Linked DNA regions of Mus musculus: regions 2, 3, 4, 5 and 6 are each linked to region 1. The links are chromatin contacts, called in public Hi-C, HiCAR-type and HiChIP or PLAC-seq maps. All regions are on one chromosome and are shown on one strand. The core of a region is the stretch at or near the end of the contact, and the rest is flanking DNA. Distances in the headings are between cores, read along the strand shown.

What was found. A called contact is a pair of places that touch in the nucleus more often than the background predicts. HiCAR-type assays count read pairs that join an accessible place to other places. HiChIP or PLAC-seq counts read pairs in DNA pulled down with a chosen protein or histone mark.
Region 2: an H3K4me3 HiChIP or PLAC-seq map of embryonic limb bud shows a contact between it and region 1, with 5 times the contacts expected there. The contact joins the enhancer-like site here to the promoter of 0610025J13Rik in region 1. A contact is called at or near these places in 6 of 39 promoter capture datasets (the C10 cell line, cranial neural crest, embryonic stem cells and 3 more), 1 of 15 datasets of contacts at CTCF or cohesin (large pre-B cells), 3 of 484 Hi-C or Micro-C datasets (the MNK3 cell line, the P5424 cell line and cardiomyocytes) and 7 of 115 datasets of contacts at active chromatin or transcription factors (embryonic basal ganglia, embryonic forebrain, embryonic limb bud and 3 more).
Region 3: a contact with region 1 is called in a Hi-C map of cerebellar granule neurons, with 2.2 times the contacts expected there. The contact joins the enhancer-like site here to the promoter of 0610025J13Rik in region 1. A contact is called at or near these places in 8 of 39 promoter capture datasets (3T3-L1-derived adipocytes, the C10 cell line, the HPC-7 cell line and 5 more), 2 of 15 datasets of contacts at CTCF or cohesin (large pre-B cells and pro-B cells), 7 of 484 Hi-C or Micro-C datasets (cerebellar granule neurons, cortical neurons, granulosa cells and 1 more), 5 of 115 datasets of contacts at active chromatin or transcription factors (embryonic limb bud, embryonic midbrain, forebrain and 2 more) and 1 of 9 other capture datasets (liver).
Region 4: a contact with region 1 is called in an H3K27ac HiChIP or PLAC-seq map of heart atrium, with 5 read pairs. The contact joins the enhancer-like site here to the promoter of 0610025J13Rik in region 1. A contact is called at or near these places in 9 of 39 promoter capture datasets (the 3T3-L1 cell line, 3T3-L1-derived adipocytes, the C10 cell line and 6 more), 1 of 484 Hi-C or Micro-C datasets (3T3-L1-derived adipocytes) and 4 of 115 datasets of contacts at active chromatin or transcription factors (bone marrow-derived macrophages, cardiomyocytes, embryonic limb bud and 1 more).
Region 5: an H3K27ac HiChIP or PLAC-seq map of oligodendrocyte precursor cells shows a contact between it and region 1, with 13 times the contacts expected there. The contact joins the enhancer-like site here to the promoter of 0610025J13Rik in region 1. A contact is called at or near these places in 15 of 39 promoter capture datasets (the 3T3-L1 cell line, the HPC-7 cell line, HPC-7-derived erythroid cells and 10 more), 6 of 484 Hi-C or Micro-C datasets (the AML12 cell line, Sertoli cells, cortical neurons and 2 more) and 2 of 115 datasets of contacts at active chromatin or transcription factors (neural tube and oligodendrocyte precursor cells).
Region 6: a contact with region 1 is called in a HiCAR-type map of fibro-adipogenic progenitors, with 4 times the contacts expected there. The contact joins the enhancer-like site here to the promoter of 0610025J13Rik in region 1. A contact is called at or near these places in 8 of 39 promoter capture datasets (the 3T3-L1 cell line, 3T3-L1-derived adipocytes, embryonic stem cells and 4 more), 1 of 15 datasets of contacts at CTCF or cohesin (the NIH/3T3 cell line), 1 of 484 Hi-C or Micro-C datasets (nephron progenitors) and 3 of 115 datasets of contacts at active chromatin or transcription factors (bone marrow-derived dendritic cells, fibro-adipogenic progenitors and heart atrium).

What each region holds. Positions count from the first base shown.
Region 1 is chr4:98,320,045-98,322,753 of GRCm38.p6, forward strand. 0610025J13Rik (a long non-coding RNA gene) reads left to right here and starts at 1,312. Exons shown (of 3, transcript XR_376450.3): 1 at 1,312-1,463; 2 at 2,265-2,709.
Region 2 is chr4:97,825,812-97,828,520 of GRCm38.p6, forward strand. All of the region lies in intron 2 of Nfia (nuclear factor I/A), which reads left to right. Among named protein-coding and RNA genes, the nearest start is that of Gm19417, 42 kb to the right of the region's middle. Within about 2 kb of position 1,405, at least 37 of the 459 cell types and tissues checked have an H3K27ac peak or open chromatin away from gene starts, as enhancers often do. A contact at or near this core is called in embryonic limb bud, where this site is marked.
Region 3 is chr4:97,878,997-97,881,705 of GRCm38.p6, forward strand. The region is part of intron 2 of Nfia (nuclear factor I/A); the gene reads left to right. Among named protein-coding and RNA genes, the nearest start is that of Gm19417, 11 kb to the left of the region's middle. Within about 2 kb of position 1,330, at least 14 of the 459 cell types and tissues checked have an H3K27ac peak or open chromatin away from gene starts, as enhancers often do. A contact at or near this core is called in cerebellar granule neurons and liver, where this site is marked.
Region 4 is chr4:97,972,920-97,975,628 of GRCm38.p6, forward strand. The region is part of intron 3 of Nfia (nuclear factor I/A); the gene reads left to right. Among named protein-coding and RNA genes, the nearest start is that of Gm40208, 36 kb to the left of the region's middle. Within about 2 kb of position 1,327, at least 26 of the 459 cell types and tissues checked have an H3K27ac peak or open chromatin away from gene starts, as enhancers often do. A contact at or near this core is called in heart atrium, where this site is marked.
Region 5 is chr4:98,026,251-98,028,959 of GRCm38.p6, forward strand. All of the region lies in intron 6 of Nfia (nuclear factor I/A), which reads left to right. Among named protein-coding and RNA genes, the nearest start is that of Gm34218, 4.5 kb to the left of the region's middle. Within about 2 kb of position 1,356, at least 11 of the 459 cell types and tissues checked have an H3K27ac peak or open chromatin away from gene starts, as enhancers often do. A contact at or near this core is called in oligodendrocyte precursor cells, where this site is marked.
Region 6 is chr4:98,059,926-98,062,634 of GRCm38.p6, forward strand. All of the region lies in intron 7 of Nfia (nuclear factor I/A), which reads left to right. Among named protein-coding and RNA genes, the nearest start is that of Gm34218, 38 kb to the left of the region's middle. Within about 2 kb of position 1,381, at least 29 of the 459 cell types and tissues checked have an H3K27ac peak or open chromatin away from gene starts, as enhancers often do. A contact at or near this core is called in the NIH/3T3 cell line and fibro-adipogenic progenitors, where this site is marked.

The sequences.
Region 1 (2,709 bases), core at 62-2,561:
GTGAATCAAGTCTGCTGACTACAACTTGTTTCTCTAACCCTTAAGTTACATACATTAGAGCCCACGCAGATGCCTGAAACCTTCTCGGGTCGCAGGTCTTCCTTGAGTGCTGCTCCTGTGCACACGCTGGGGTACAGGAGTTTTCATCTGTGTGCTCATCAAACCTTCATTAGTAGAAGACTCTCCCTGAACTATGGAAAAGTCACGTGTGAACACAACCTTAAGTTTTTCCTTTCCACTCTGCAGACATACTTAGAGATGCCTGCCAATGGAGCAAGAACTGGAGAAAAACAAGCTGGCCCTTTGGGATCATTTAAGAACCAGGTGTGTTTCCTTATCATCACATAGAGTTTCCCGGGCATCTTTGGTGTGCAGGCTAGGAGATAAATAAAGATACATTCCTGGCCTGAGCAAAGAATATATTCTCTCAGGGGATAAAGGGGAGGAAGGGAGAGAAGGGGGAAGAGAAAGGAAAGGAGAGTGGAGATTGGGGGAAGGAGAGAGAGGAAAAGAGAGGGAGGTAGGGAGTGGAGAGGAGGGGTGGAGAAAGGGAGAGGGAGGAAGGGAGAGGGAGAGAGAGATCAGCACAGCACAGCACAGCACAGCAGGTATGTCAAGCAACTTTGTCCCATTTAACTTAAGGCAGGATTACTGACTACAGAGGTACCCAAGCACAGGCACAGCCATGAAAGACTGGAGAGGGTGTGTTTGAAAGACGTCTTTAAAGAGACCAAACGTTTGCTAATCAGAGAAGAGGAGGAGGAGGAATTCTAAGAGCGGGCAACAGCCCTGGGAAAAGCAGAGAGGTAGCTGGGTACTGAGGGTCAAGCCCCCAGGGAAGAGCAGAAGGTCCTGAATCCAGGCTGGGAACGAAAATGTGACTTCCGGTTCTCTTCTGGAACCTGTTAAACTCTTACCAGTGTGCAGAGGATACTCAACACCTGCCCTAGAAAGTTCTAGTTTTGAGACTCAAATACAGATAAACAAGGGATCCCTAACTGCAACCATGGTCTCATGAGCTCTGTGTTTATCTCCTGGGGTTGGGAGCACCTCTCTCTCCAGATCCATTGCAAGTGGGCACTTGACCACTCCTAGAACTCAGATCTTCTAGAGGGCCCAAAAGATGTGGCAATGGGTTCTTGTGGGCTGGTGAGTGCCGACAAGAGAAGGACTGTAGAATTTAATCTCAGTCGGCAAAGCAGTACCATTGCTCTGGTGTGACAGTGACCTCCACCAGAAAACAAAGAACGAAAGCGTGTGTGTGTGTGTGTGTGTGTGTGTGTGTGTGTGTGTGTGTGTGTGTGTGTACGTGTGCGTGTCCTTTAATTTTTAATAGCTATTCAGACAGTCCTTGGAGAGGGAATTGGCAGGTTCAGCGGGAGGCTACTCCCCCACCTGTCTCCAGGCACTGCAGACACAGCTGCTGCGGAAGGAGACAGTCAAAGCTTCCAAGGAAAGAAATGGTGCGGAGAGCTGGGGGTGGGAGGAGGGCGCCTTTCACACAAGCCCACTGGGGACTGGGCCTGTCTAGCAACTGCAAAAACAAGCCAAGAGGACACAGTCGGGCTCTATACAACTTCATGTTAAGTAAAATCCATTCAAGAGCCAGCTCAAGAGCCGCTTCAAAATCATTGGGGTTTTTTTTGTTTTGGTTTGGTTTTTGTTTTTTAATGGGAGAGCAAGGTAACCAGAGCTTTGGTGAGGCCATGGTCAGGTTTTGCTGCTTGAATCAAGAGGAGCCCTGAGGATTTACGCGCTGTCCTAAGACTTGAAACCGAGTACACAAGACACAAAACTTCCCCGTACAGTGCCTAGCAATGTCTTTATCTGTACTCCCCTAGGCTGAAAGGACACACAAGGTTGGGTTAAAGTTCAACTCCCAAAGAAAAGGAGGAAGGGGGGTTGGGGGGAGGACAGAACGAGAGAAACAGCGGAGTCTAAGAGACGGGGAGGAGGAAAGACTGGGGTGGGGACGACAGAGAGAATAGCAGCCCGGGCCAGATTTCAACTGTCCTGATGCAAATGTTAGCAATTCTACGGTGGCCGGGGGCTCGCTGCTCCCCCAAAGTAAAGCAGCAATTAGAAAAGGGGAAGAGGCCGTTTTAGAAGATGAAAACTAAAGCAAGGAGGTATTTTTGGTATCGTTTTAATCACAAAATAGCATGAATGTGGTCTGTGCCTGCGTGCTACACAAACGTCGATTTCAATACAACTGAACGCTAGTTTGAAAATTTCCATTTTTGTAATTTGCTTCCCTTTGTTAGGCCAAGATTTGAGAGAAACCTGGCAGCGTCCCCAAGCCTGGCACGGGATCGCCTCAGACGCACTCGGCTGCTCCGGAGGCGGAGCGCGAAGCATCGGACCCGGCGGGCGGAGCCAAGCCAGCGGGGCGCAGCGCAACGCCTTCCGCCAGGGCGTCTGCCGCCACCTACCGGCGACCAGGCAAGCGTCAGTGCGACCCCAAAGCAAGCTGCTGTGAGCTGGCTGGACCTGGTCCCAGCCACTAGCAACAGCATTTCCAACAAAGGCCACCCGTCTTAGCCTACCCAGCTCAGAAACTCCTGTCTAAGTGCTCTGCCCTAGGAGTTGATCTAACTGCTTTATGTAAACCCAACCTGAGGACGAAGGCAGTCTGTGATCCCAGTATACGCTCAGCGAAGAGTGTGTGCTCCCACAACAGTAGCGTGAATGAACATATGAATGAATGAA
Region 2 (2,709 bases), core at 155-2,654, 490 kb before region 1:
TGATACAGAAGTGCCTTGGGAACTACAGGGTGCTGTTAAAGTGTGTGTGTGTGTGTGTGTGTGTGTGTGTGTGTGTGTGTGTGCAGAAAATCCTTTATCTCTTTGCTTCTCAATTTCTTTTCTTAGGAAAATCAGATTATTTAAATCCCATTATGCACAGCTCTCCTCTGTTCCTACTAAGCCTCTGTATTCCATGACCTCCAGCGAATCAGGAAGAAGTGGTGAGTCAGGCCTGTGAGAAAGCCTGGGCCTGCTGTTCTCTCAAGTCCCTGCTACTTCGGGTGCCTGTGAAACCCTGAGTGTGGAGCCCTGATGGTTGTTTGCCTGGTGGATGTAAATAGAACTCTCAGTGTCTTAATTATGAGCATTTTAAAGTTCTTTGATAACTCAAGTCTTACTTGTTAGTATAGTAAATCGATACGCATGTACTGATACAGAAACAAATCAAAATCAGTGTCCTGGAATTGGATATCAACATTTTAAAAGAAAGAGTATATGTATGAATGTGTGTGTGTGTACATGTGTGTGAGGAAGTGCATATGAGTGTGTGTGTGTGTGTGTGTGTGAGAGAGAGAGAGAGAGAGAGAGAGAGAGAGAGAGACAGAGAGACAGAGAGAGACAGAGAGACAGAGAGAAGATGTGTGGGTGTGTGTGATTGTATGTATGTTCGAAAACATGTTCCAAAGCTTGTCTAGAAGGGAACAAGCAGAAAAGGGCAGGCAGATAGCATGATGTTGAAAAACAACAGCAAAACCAAGAGAGTTGTTTTCCATTTTCAAAGCTCCTCAAGGTTTATGTCTATTTTCTCTCCCTGATTATATTGTGAATTAGGATTCCTAACTTAGTCTTGAGTTGAGTGGTCCCTCTTGTGAACAGTACACCTTACTGTTAGAAAGAGATGTCCCGATGAAGACTGTGGGAAGCAGAGACTTCCTAGTCTAACTACTTTCATTTGATTTTTGAGAGAACTAAGATCCAACTAGCCTGCAACAGGGACCCTGTGAAAGATCAGGCCCCAACAGTCAGCATTCCTCCAGGGTCAGCTTTATTAAAATGAAAAACAATATTTTAAATCAACTTCAGGAATCTTACCAAGATTTTGTTTATGTTGACCTACCCAGCATTACACTAGCCAATGGCAGGTTCCAGTTAGTACCAAGTGCTACCCACATACTGTTCTTAGCTGGCTATATCCATGGATCACAGCTTTCTAATCTGTTTATAAAAATATAATCATACTCCTCTGATTAAAATTTGAAAGAATACCACAGCTACCACCCTTACTGTGCCTAGGTGGCTTAGGATACAGGCTTCTTGTTGAGAGAGTTGTTCCTCTTAGGCCCAGAGAGAACACAGCCTACAATATGCCTCCGTTGTCTCTGCATTCTTTCTGGAAACCTGACCTTCCTTCTGTCTGCTCTGTACAGATAGGCTAGGCGAAGTTATGTTAAACATGTACTGAGGCTTGATTCACTGCACTGCAGCCTGGCTTTCTCTCTTGATTAGCTTTAATCAAACCCTCCACATTCCATGACCTTAATAAAGCTGTTTTTCCTGACAACTGAAGGCGGTCTTAACAAGCACAGGTCCTCTGTGTTGAAAATAAGGCTGAGTTAAGATGGGGGCTTAGGTCCTCATTAAAGTCCACAGCATGGAGTGCAGGGGAACGATGAAGCGGTGTTCCCGAAGCATCTCTTCTTTAAATTTAATTAGACAAATTATACGCAAACTAGTAGATGCCCTGGGAATGCAATCAACATTAAGGCTAATAAAAAGCTTGAACAGGCCATAAAGACTGGGGGAGGGGAGGCACCATGCGACCTCTGACATGGGCAGTGAGTGACAGCATCGGTCACTAAACCCTGACACCGGATGGATGCCAGTGTAGATGTTGTGATACGCTTGTGAGTGCAGAAATATCTATCATACTTAATGTCTCAGCCTTTGGCACGTTAGCACTTCTGCAGGGGGCATTTCATGGATCTTCCTCTCAGTGATAACTATGGCCTTGCAGTGGAGTTTTGAGAGACCTGGGTTCAAATTCTAGCAAGTTGCCTGTTAGATGTCTTCTTTAGTGGTTTATTTGACCCCCGTAAAGGAAAGTTTCATCGTCTATCCACAGAGAGTAAATTCTCTTCTTGGAGAGTCTTTATGGAAATGATGTAGACGTGTAAAGGAAGAATGTTTGGCACAGTGTTGGGTGCTTGACAGTGCTGTGCCTGAACATCAGAAGTAGGGCCTATGAAGGAGGAACTCCATCTAGCTAACAAGGTGCGTGTGTGTGTGTGTGTGTGTGTGTGTGTGTGTGTTTTGAGTTGGTGGTAGCATTGTTTTAGTTGTGGTTCTGGGATTGAGGTGAGAGTCTTGAGCAAAGGAGGCTAAAGGCTGAACTACACCCCCATCACTGAACTAAACTACATCCAGGCCTAAGAGCTGTTTTAAGTAAGCTGGCTTCTAATTGTGTGAGAGTTGGGTTATAAATGCCAACATTGTATCTTGTAGATGGATATGACTTTAAGGGAGAAGACTAGAGGACTGAATTGCAAACTGTTTTGAAAAAAAGGGTGACTTGACTAGACACTACGTTATTGGGAGTTTCCGGGTGGCAAAGTTTGAAACATTTATTGTACTCTGCATTAAGCATCTTGCCTACCTTCTTGCTTCATTTAATATTGATAACAGCACTTCTGTAGGTACTGTTGGGCCAAT
Region 3 (2,709 bases), core at 80-2,579, 440 kb before region 1:
TGCAGTGTGTCTGGAGTTGGACAGATGCTTGCATGTGGCTTCTCTGCTGTTCTTACAGGAGCATCTAGCCATACTTCTCAGGGAGAACTGCTCTGAAAGGTAGAGGAGATAACCAGAGGTCATGCTCTTTGCACCAACCTGCTTTGTACTTAAGGATAACTATATACACATGCATATTTGCTTTCCAAACCAGTTACTGGGCTTACAGCTGAGGGGAGTGTGTGTGTGTGTCTGTGTGTGTGTGTCTGTGTGTGTGTGTGTGTCGGTGTGTGTGTGTGTGTGTGTGTGTGTGTATTTGGTTGTCTGTGTTGTCCAGCAATGTTGTCTAAAACATGAAATTTCTAATGTTTATCTTCAGTATGTTTTGCTTCTTTTCAGAGCTTAACTTCAAGTAGAATGTGTTGTGACTCTATTTTCTGCCTCTTTATAACAATACTGATAGGAAAAATAAAGTAAAATAGATTGCACTGCTTATAACTGGGGCAGGAGGTGAGGGAAAGCAGCACAATTCTTGCTTTTAATCCTGTTGGTCTATATTGAATTTCTGCTCCAGTGATAAGTCTATCTTAAATTCACTCAGAGATTTGGACTGCAGGAGAGCCTGGGGAGCTGCTAATATTTAGAGTATTCCAGAAGCATTGCATGGCTTGATGGTTAGAAACTCAAATTTCCAGAAACAGAGGACCAGCATGGCCTATTCACTACAGTAGTCCTGTGCCATCAAAGACAACACGGCAGGAATCCATTATGTAGAAAAGGACCCAAAGAGTTAGTGGCACTGTTAATACTGCACAGTGTGGCCGAGACGCTCCTGGTGGTTCTAGGCTTGCCTGGAAACAGCACACCCAAACCCTTCCCACTTTACACACAGTAAATAGTCGGACAGGAACAGGCAGAGGGGCATGGGAGAACTCCAAGGCAATTCATTAACCCATTTCGAGACATTCTCAGGCAGCTTACTGAGCTTCAGAGGTCAAACTGACCACTAATAATTCATCACAGAGGAGAAATTCTGAGAAGAAAAAGTTAACAAACTTTTTAATACTTAACGAGTTGTCTTAAAAATGTTTTAGTTCCGTACCTCACTCACCTGATTCACTGACGTGTGCCGCCTACTTTTAAATCACATTTGGCAGTATAAAAAGAGCCGTATTCCTTTACACTTTGGAACAGGTAACAGAGGTTGTTTGTTTGTTTGTTTGTTTGTTTGTTTCTCCTTGTGCCACAGAGAGCACATGCTGCAGGGACTAGCATGAGACTCCCAGGGCCACCAAAGGTCAATGGCTGTGCTGTTATGAACACGGTCCAGCCTGGACTCTGATCCTGGGATCAGGTTTTAATCTTGTTCATTTCTTCTCATCTTTGTTCCTGCGTATGTCTGAGCTGCAGCGGTGGCCCTCTACACACAGTGTCTGTAAATGGCAGAATGGCCGTGCAGGGTAGCAGGGGATGTTGGCAGCACACTTTCCAGGCACCTAGCGCACAAGCAGAGAACTTCGCTTCTGCCAACTGTGACTTCAGAACCCAGGTCTGTTCCTGAACCTGGACACCCAGCTGTCAGCATGTTGCCATATGTCACCAGCACATGGCACCCTAATTAAAATTTCAAATTGCATGCATTTGTGTTTGCTGGCTGGCTTGCTTCAAAGGCAGGGACCTCACCACCCCAGAATCTCCTTGCTTCTCTCTGAAGTATTATTGCCCGCCATGCTTAGGAATGGGTTGGAAAACGGCCTTTCCCAGGGAGGAGAAAAACACTACTCTCAAATTCTCTCACCTCCTCTTTGGAAGTAAAACTACTTACTATCTTAAGGAAGGAGGGTGGGTGTGAAGATTCATGGCTGGTGCCCTTGACTAGGATTCTGACAAGCAGCCATGTGGCTCCTGGTCCCATTCCATTCTGGCTCACACACATTACTCCAGTCTGGGCTCTGTCTTCTCAGCTGAAAAGTGACTATTACTGCCCCTTAAGCATAGTATACAAAAAAGGGGTTTAATTTGAGATGTAGTTGTGTTTTAAGAGGAGACAGCCTGAAGGTGTGTCTCTTCCTGCCCTCTCTTTTAGTGCACACCTACTATTAGATGTTTAAATTGGAAATTTTATAAAGGAATTCAATTGAGGCCTTAGAGAAAATACCAGGAAAAGAACCCCAAAGAAATAGATTTCTGTATACAAATCCAGGAAGATACGTTGTGGGTTGCCAGGATCCTCTGTAAATTGTTATCAGTTATTGAATACTTGTAGAACGCTAAGGAAAATTCAGAGAAGTGTGACTGTGAGCAGGTCCCATTCAGTTCTTAGCCTCCACTGTTGCACATGGCTGCCTATAGCCTCATTTGAGACATGAGCATTCTGTGGCTGACTTGAAGCAGAATTTTCTGAGCAATATTTAGCATAGAGCAAAATGAAATTTGAACCCACATCTGTCTGATTAAAGCTTGCACCTCATATTATTTGCCTCATGGGAAAAGGATGCTAAGTGTTTTGTTTGTGTGTGTGTGTGTGTGTGTGTGTGTGTGTGTGTCTATTTAGTTTTTTGCTTGTTTTAATCATAGCTTCTAAGACAGGTGATGTCTTCCCTAAATATGTATTTTTGTATGGAAAGGCTGAGAACCTTATCCAAATAATCAGACCCAGAAGTTTTTCAGATATTGTATTTTTTTTTAACTCTTGGGTGATTTGCACTTATGTGATGAGATATCTTGAGG
Region 4 (2,709 bases), core at 77-2,576, 350 kb before region 1:
TTAGATCAGGAGTCTGAAACCTGGCCTTCATGCCTGGGTCAGCCACATCTAGCTATGATACTGGGGAAGCAAATTGTCTTTTCTAATCCATGGTGACTCTTCCATAGTTGTAGACAGAAAAACGGTGCCAATCACATAGCTGTCAAGCATTCTAAATTTAATAACACCAAAAAAAGTTTCCAGCATATAGCTAGTGCTTAAAAACAATAAATAATTACAAAAAAAGAGAAGAAGAAACAGCTGGGGCTTTGGAGATGCCTTATTCCATACTTAAGCATGGGGAACTCAGGTTGCACCCCAAGCTCCCACCTAAAGGACAGGTTTAATGATGCATGACTGTAGCTCCAGCGCTCTAGTCTCTGGAAGCTACTGAACAGCTGCTCTAACCAAATTAGTGAGCTCCAGGAATGGTGAGAGCATGTGTCTCCAAAAATAAGGTGAACAGTCATGCATGTGAGCCTGTGTGCATACATATACCATGCGCATATACATGTACATACATGCAAATGGACATATTTTGATACCTAAGTACCATCTGAAATAAATTAATTTTAATTATTGACTTGAAGGTTCTTTTTGCCATCTCTCGAAGATAATTTTTAATCCCTGGAGCCTACCAGATGGAAGGAGAGAACCAGTTTGCCAAAGTTGTCCTCTGACCTCCACAAGTGCACCATACCATGCACCCCTGTGCTCTCCTGGACACATGTATAACTAAATGTAATAATAAAGTGACGTAATTATCCATCCTGTTGTTAGGATGGCAGAGCACTCTGCACTGCTTAGCATTTGCTCCATGGCAGCCAGTAAGCTTGTAGAAGCTCACAGGCAGTGGTTCTTTTTGACTTAGTGTAGCTGCTAAAGCCTCTCTCAATTGTTGATGCTATAAAAACTAAAGAGTCTAATGTTTCCTCAAGTCACTGTAGTGACAGTGACAGTGGTCTTGATCTTCACACTGGTTCATATTTTTACCTCCCTTTCCCATCTTTTGAACTTTCTTTTGATGTTTGTGAAGACTCACATGTCTGAAAACTTAGTCTATCTTCAAATATGAGACAAGAATGTTAACCAATGTTTGCCAAAAAAAAAAAAGTCACTACCTCTTTAAATTTTTTACTTAATTTAATCTCGGTGCCTCTAAAAGAAAAGCTTTCACTTAAAGTCCAGCCTTTCAGAAAAGCATTCTTGTTCATGGGAAATCTTAATGGAGAAAACTGTAGATAATGAATTTAAGGAAAATATCTGGCAACACAGGCTTATGCAAGTCTGAAGTGCCTGGTGAAATCTCAGACAGTCCAAATGGAAAATTACTCAGCCTGTTTCCTCAAGATAGACTTGTTTGTACAGCGACTCAAAGTTTAGGTGGCAGAACGGTAGATACACATGCTGTTCTTATGAGCTGTGTTTTTAACCTCCTCTTAGTTTGGAACGTAAGCTGGTTAATGTCTTCATTTGTGCTTCCTGGATTATGAGAATGGTGCAGTTCTATTGGACTCAGAAAGTCGAGAGCCTCCCCGAAGAATCTCTCTTACCCCTTAGACTTTAAGTATTGCCTCATAGGAAGAGTGCTCTTAAAGAAAATATTGAGTCTCGTCCTTTTAAGATCAAAGCTTTCAAACATTTTAGGATTCCCATGTAGCTCCAAACTGAGCAGAGTACACATCAGGTCTCTGAGGCTGCAAAACCCTCTGGTCTGAAGAAGCAAAAAGCAAATGAATTAAGAATAGGAGTTCATACATTGCAGGGAGGCTGCGGATATAGCTCAGTGGAAGAGTGCTTACTTAAATGTTTTTGGTCTTGGGCTCAGTCTCCAGCAACACACACACACGTGCATGTGGGCACATACACACATGCACACACCTACCTACCTACCTTTATTTCCACAGTTGTGAACCCACTTACTGATGAGATACAATTCATCCTTAAGACCATATTTTATATACTGTGGACAATAGCCATAATATATACAATTTATGTTGTACTTTTGGTTTCCCCTGAGTATAACAAGTTAATATTCAAACATGCTACTTAAAATAGATAAGATTTATATTGTAATTTTGTGTTCTTCTGAGGATAACAAGTTGATATTTAAACATACTACATCACTTATGTGTAAGAATTAACCGTATGTAATTTTTTAAAATTGACACAAGTCTGAAAGTTTTAAGAACATGGCCATTTACAAATTAGATTCCAAAAGTACTCATTGATTAATAAGAATAATAGAAAATGCCTTAAAACTTGACCATTTCTGAATGTATACTGTCAGAGAGTCATTGAATCCATTAAGACTATTTTGTATAATGAGCAATCCAGTGCTTTCTCATGAAGGTGTATTACTAAAATAGCTTTTCTAATCAATCTTACATACACACAGAAGATAGAACACATACAATATATATGTATATACATATATCTTGCATATTCTAAATATATGTATATGCTCCAATCTTCACTTTTGCAAAGATCAGTGGCTCACAAATCTATGTAGAGTAAAATGGGAAACGAGGTAAAACAAAAATTGACAAACTAATTTAAGTAGATGAGTAAAATCAGAGAAGGCGCTGGAACAAAAACCTCTGCTATGTAGTACATGATTAATTACATTAAGCTATACGTTTGGTTCTGAATTTCCTGGCAGCCAAAGGAAAAAGAGAAACATACATGATTAATTATGTGCTTCTATTACCCGTGAGAAAATAAACACCA
Region 5 (2,709 bases), core at 106-2,605, 290 kb before region 1:
GGCACCAGGATCATTGAGGGGACAGACCTCACCCAGCTGATGGTAGTTAAGAGAGCTGTAACTCTCGGTGGAGAACTAGGGTCAGTTTCTTTAAAAAGTAGCCAGTAAGCTGGGTTCAGGTTAGAATCCAGCTGAGAAACATTCCCCAACTTGAAAAGTCTAGCCTTCCAACCATTAGAACAAATAAATTGAGAATGCCTTTATCCATATTTCTTCTCAGTATGAGCAGTTCTATGGCTGTCCTGTGAACCTCCCTTAGGTTCTCTGTGTCCCAAAAATAGAGGACTCTGCAGGCTGTCTGCTTGCACAGCCTCAAGATTTGAGGCTGCCCTGCACTGAGTGTGTCACTCAATGCCAGCAGATCTGAAGGAAATCTAATAAGAAACTTTAACTCTTATCCATGGAACCTAGTACTATGTTTAGATGTAGGATTAAAAAGCCACTTAAAACTTTATGTCACTATGTGCCGTGGCATATGTGAGTCCTCCACTTGAAAGGTAGAAGCAGAAGGGTCAGGAGCATCCTTCTACTTGGCTACGCAGTGAATCCAAGACCAGCATGTGCTAGATGAAACTCTATCAAAAAGCACACAAACAATCTAACATGAACTGTTTGAATGTTCTCCTATAGCAAACCATTCAAAATTCTAATGCACTAAATTGTGTGTGTGTTATATGTATGTTATATACATTATAAAACTATTAATAAGCAATTGTGCCAGTCAAAGTGATGTAAACTCCAAACAATTAAGTGCAATACTTGGAGTCAAAATTGAGTAAGTAATACATTTAATTGCAATTATTTTTAAAATGCTATCAGAGATAAACTTCTTTCAGGGATAAACTTATTTCCAGGTTAAGTTGATTTTATTTTTAAAAGTCTCAAGAATTTCCTCTTATAAAAAGTTAGTAAGTAGGTAAATACATTATTATGTGTTTTAAAAGCATCTATGGAGGACTATTTTGACAGTTTACAGGTGACCCCAGATTTGCAGAACGAGGCCTTGATAGCTATAAGCACAGTTGAATTCTGAAAGTAGCATTGGCTCATCTCAGCTCTGTAAATCATGTATTAGAAGCTAGGCATGGTGGTGCATATCAGTAATTTCAACATCTGGGACACTGAGGCAGGATGCTTAAAAGTGCTAGGCCAGCCTGGGCTACCTAATGAAACCCTGTCAAAAATCCCATGTTGCGATTGTTCAGTTTCCCACACCTGCCAATCCTGATTTGACTGCCAGTAGCCACTCTTTGGTTTCCAGAGTAGTAGAAGTTTACCAATGCTTACTTGTAGCTGAGGCATCTAAGAGGCCCTTTATAGGGGCTGGTAGAAAGGCTTCAGACTGGTGACAATAGTCCATTGATCACAGGCACTCTGCAGCACTAGCATAAATTAGGGGAAATGATTAAATCTCCCACAATCCCCTGCAGTAATGGAAATAGTCACCGTTACAGAACACTGCCGTGGGATCAATGCCTTGGCTTTTCTTCTACATTTAGGAACAGTGGGAAAGCATCATTTGTGACAGCGTTCTCCCACCATTATCTCCTTAGTATTGGCACCTGCTCATTAGAGAATGATGTGCCAGAGAGCACCAGTAGAGTAACAAGGGTCTGTTCTTAATGACCCTTACCAGAGAAATTTCACCTAAATAAAGCATTACAACAGAAAAGCTCCATTACAAAATGAGTACTCTCATCACCCTTCAAGAATTTCCCTACCTTTCCATCAGGGCTCATTTCCTAATGTCAGAAAATGCTCTAAGCCAACCCTTTCTATTAAACTCTAAAAGGCTATACAGAAGAAAGATGTCTTTGCACATACACATACATGCTGTATTGTGGGCCACATACATATATGACAAAGAGTGGTCCACAAAATTGCTGGTTATTTGGTTTTTTTTCTCCCAAAGCTTGTTACAGTACCTGATAATATGACAGACATTCAATCAATATTTGTTGAATAAATAGATATGAAGCTGGCGACCACATGTGTCCTATCATGTCCTTTGAATCCGATCAAACACTTTGACATCAGAGTGCTGAGTGCCTGCCTCTGATGAAGGAAGGAGAGGAGCCTCTTTGGCCTTGGAGAACCCAGGTGCACAATTTTGTAAATACAGAAACTCCCAAGAAAATTAATGCTGCATTTCAGTTGGTCTTGTGTAGATAATAAATTACCCAAATCAACAAATCCTTTAATTTCATGCTTAAAAATGGGGTTATATAAATATTCTAGGATAGAATAAAGACAGAGCCAGCACTGATTGGTGAGGCTCACTGTGAACTCTTCTCACCCTTTTCCTGTCACCATGCCCAGGTACTAGTGGCTCAATGTGGCCCAGACTTAGCCTAGGGAAAGGGGGAGCATTAAAGGAAACTCCACTCTGACCACAGCAGCCTTTGAAGGCTTGTCGGAGAGGAGAATGATAAGAGAAAGATTAAATACTTTTTTAAAACAAGGAAGTAGACATTAAGAGTTAAAAACCTTTTTAAAATCTCGTCTCCTGCCATAATCAAACCTGCAATCTTTGTAAACTGCTCCGGATTTTCATTTCCTGGGAGAACATCAAACAATGACAGGAAGAAAACAAAAGCTACCATTGATTGACTTTCCACCATGTGCAAAGTACTTTGTCTGTCATTATCTATTGGATGCCTTCTGTATACATGAAGTATACTTAATAAGCTGTAGACCTTCAGTGAAATA
Region 6 (2,709 bases), core at 131-2,630, 260 kb before region 1:
AAAACACCCATGGAAGGAGTTACAGAGACAAAGTTTGGAGCTGAGACGAAAGGATGAACCATCCAGACACTGCCCCACCCGGGGTCCATCCCATAATCAGCCACCAAATGCAGACACTATTGCATACGCCAGCAAGATTTTGCTGAAGGGATCCTGTCTCATGTGAGGCTATGCCAGTGCCTGGCAAACACAGAAGTGGATGCTCACAGTCAACTATTGGATGGAACACAGGGCTCCCAATGGAGGAGCTAGAGAAAGTACCCAAGGAGCTGAAGGGGTCTGCAACCCTATAGGTGGAACAACAATATGAACTAACCAGTACCTCCAGAGCTCGTATCTCTAGGTGCATATGTAGCAGAAGATGGCCTAGTCGGCCATCATTGGGAAGAGAGGCCCCTAGGTCTTGCAAACTTTATATGCCTCAGTACAGGGGAAACACCAGGGCCAAGAAGTGAGAGTGGGTGGGTAGGGGATCAGGGGAGAGGGGGGAGGGTATAGGGGACTTTCGGGATAGCATTTGAAATGTAAATGAAGTAAATACCTAATAAAAAATTGGAGGAAAAAATGAAAGTCTAAATTTACACTGCTAATCATTTTCTTTTACATCTTTAATAAAATAAGTTCAATGGTATTTATTAACAACTAATGGAGAGAGCGCATGGTACGGGTGAATTATTTCTTCTGTCATGTTTCTTTAACTTTTATCTACTTATTCTTTGCTCAAACCTGTGTTTTTCCTTGGGCAGCATACTCTTTGATGGCTACCACTATTTCTTATCTAAAAGCCATTTATCACTTTCTGGGAGGCCATGAGGCAAAGCCACTTGATCCTCAAGGTCATTCTCAGGGGACTCTGGACAGTGGAGTGGTCACCTTTGTGTTTGAGGTGCTGCAACAGTTGAGTCTAAAATTTTGTTCAGCTCAGTGCATTCCTATTCTTGTTTGAGAAATACCACCTACCTACAATGCTAACTAGAAATGATTCTGTCAGAAACAGGTCTCTCTGGTCAGCGTTTCTTGCTACCAGTGAAAACAACTGAATCTGTGCTGGAAGAAAGAAAAAAAAAGATTCCTTTCATTCTTTAAATCCAGCAGCACAATTTGTAGGGGAAGAGCAAACCAGGAGCTTTTAACTCTTTAGCTTCTGAGTTTTCACTCAGATACCATAATGGATTCTAAACATGTATCTCATTCTATGCAGTCTTAACTTAGAACCAATTTTTCACCATGCTCTCTGGCTCTTCATCAGGGGGCAAAAACATATTTTTGTCCTTGGAAAGTTTTATGCTTGTTTTTTCTTAATTTTTAAACTCCTTTACTCAGCCATTTATTGTGCAATCACCAAATATATCTCAAGTGTCAGGCTCCGTTCTGAGTCTATCACAGTGAGTGTGACTAAGTGGATAGGAATCTGCTCTACCAAGACAAGATTGTGTAGAAGAGTAAGTGAAGAGTCTAGAAAATTCTGATTTCAGTCATTGTTTGTGATGTCCTCAGTTGAATGACTAAGGGTAAAACTTTACCTAGGTTATCCCAACTTGGTTTCTTCAACCCAGAGTGGAAGCCTGTGAATTTTTTTTCTTTCTTTTTTTTTTTCTTTTTCAAGACAGAGTTTCTCTGTGTAGCCCTGGCTGTCCTGGAACTAACTCTGTAGACCAGGCTGGCCTTGAACTCAGAAATCCGCCTGCCTCTGCCTCCCTAGTGCTGGGATTAAAGGCATGCGCCACCACTGCCCGCGAGCCTGTGAATTTTTATTAAATGAATTCAAGTGGCCTGAAAGCAATGGTTCTGCCTAATTATCTGCAAGACCTGGGTTGGAGTCCTGCTTCTGCTCCAGCCTGCATTTTTACTCTAGGATCTACGAGGATTGCTCAACAATTGTCCACAAAACCATAGACCCTTACGCTATTAGTTAAAAAAATACTGTAATCCTAAGGAGGCCCCCATATCAGTAGGCATCTCAATCATTCCAATGGGATGGTGAGAGAAAGGCAGAGAGAACAGACTGAACTTTGGCTTCTCTTCCATGTTATGCATCACTCTTGGTATTCAGAAAGATAGAGTCCCTAAAACTGTGGACATGTCTAGGTTTTTCCGTGTAGGAGCTCCTGCAGCGTAAAGATTTAAATTACAAAAGGAGGGAAGGGAAAACCATATGGATCCCTGTCTGGAGTCTTTTCTGCCCTGACTTGACTTGGGATGAGTGTTGTCAGTCCTTCACGTGCGGCCATTAGCCTCTGGCGGGTCTTGGCTGTCGTCCTTCCAATTCAAGAACAAAAGCATTCCTGGAAAAAAAATTATTATGCATCTCACATAAGCTTTTTTTATCTAATGTAATCTTGTATAAATGATAATTATCAGGGTTCAAGTATAAAGGAGTCGTCGTCGTCGTCTGACTCTGTTATCAGATTTATGGAGAGAAGCAGCCTCTCACAACATCCCTGCCTGCTCAGCCTGTGGCTGCCTTGGCTTTGAAAGGGCAACAGAGAAAAATGCAACCTGAACCTTCCACTGTAAAGTACAGCATCCAAATTGCATGGGTTCATTAAGTGATCATTTACTACGGACTTCAGAAAAAAAAAAAAAAAAGCTCTAGTCCTGAATTAGTCCCTAGAAATTTCCTTGAAAGGAGTATAAGAGCTTTAACAATGAATTATTATCTATGGAGAGCTCAGCATGAAAGGGGATCCATATGTGCAAAGTAGAATT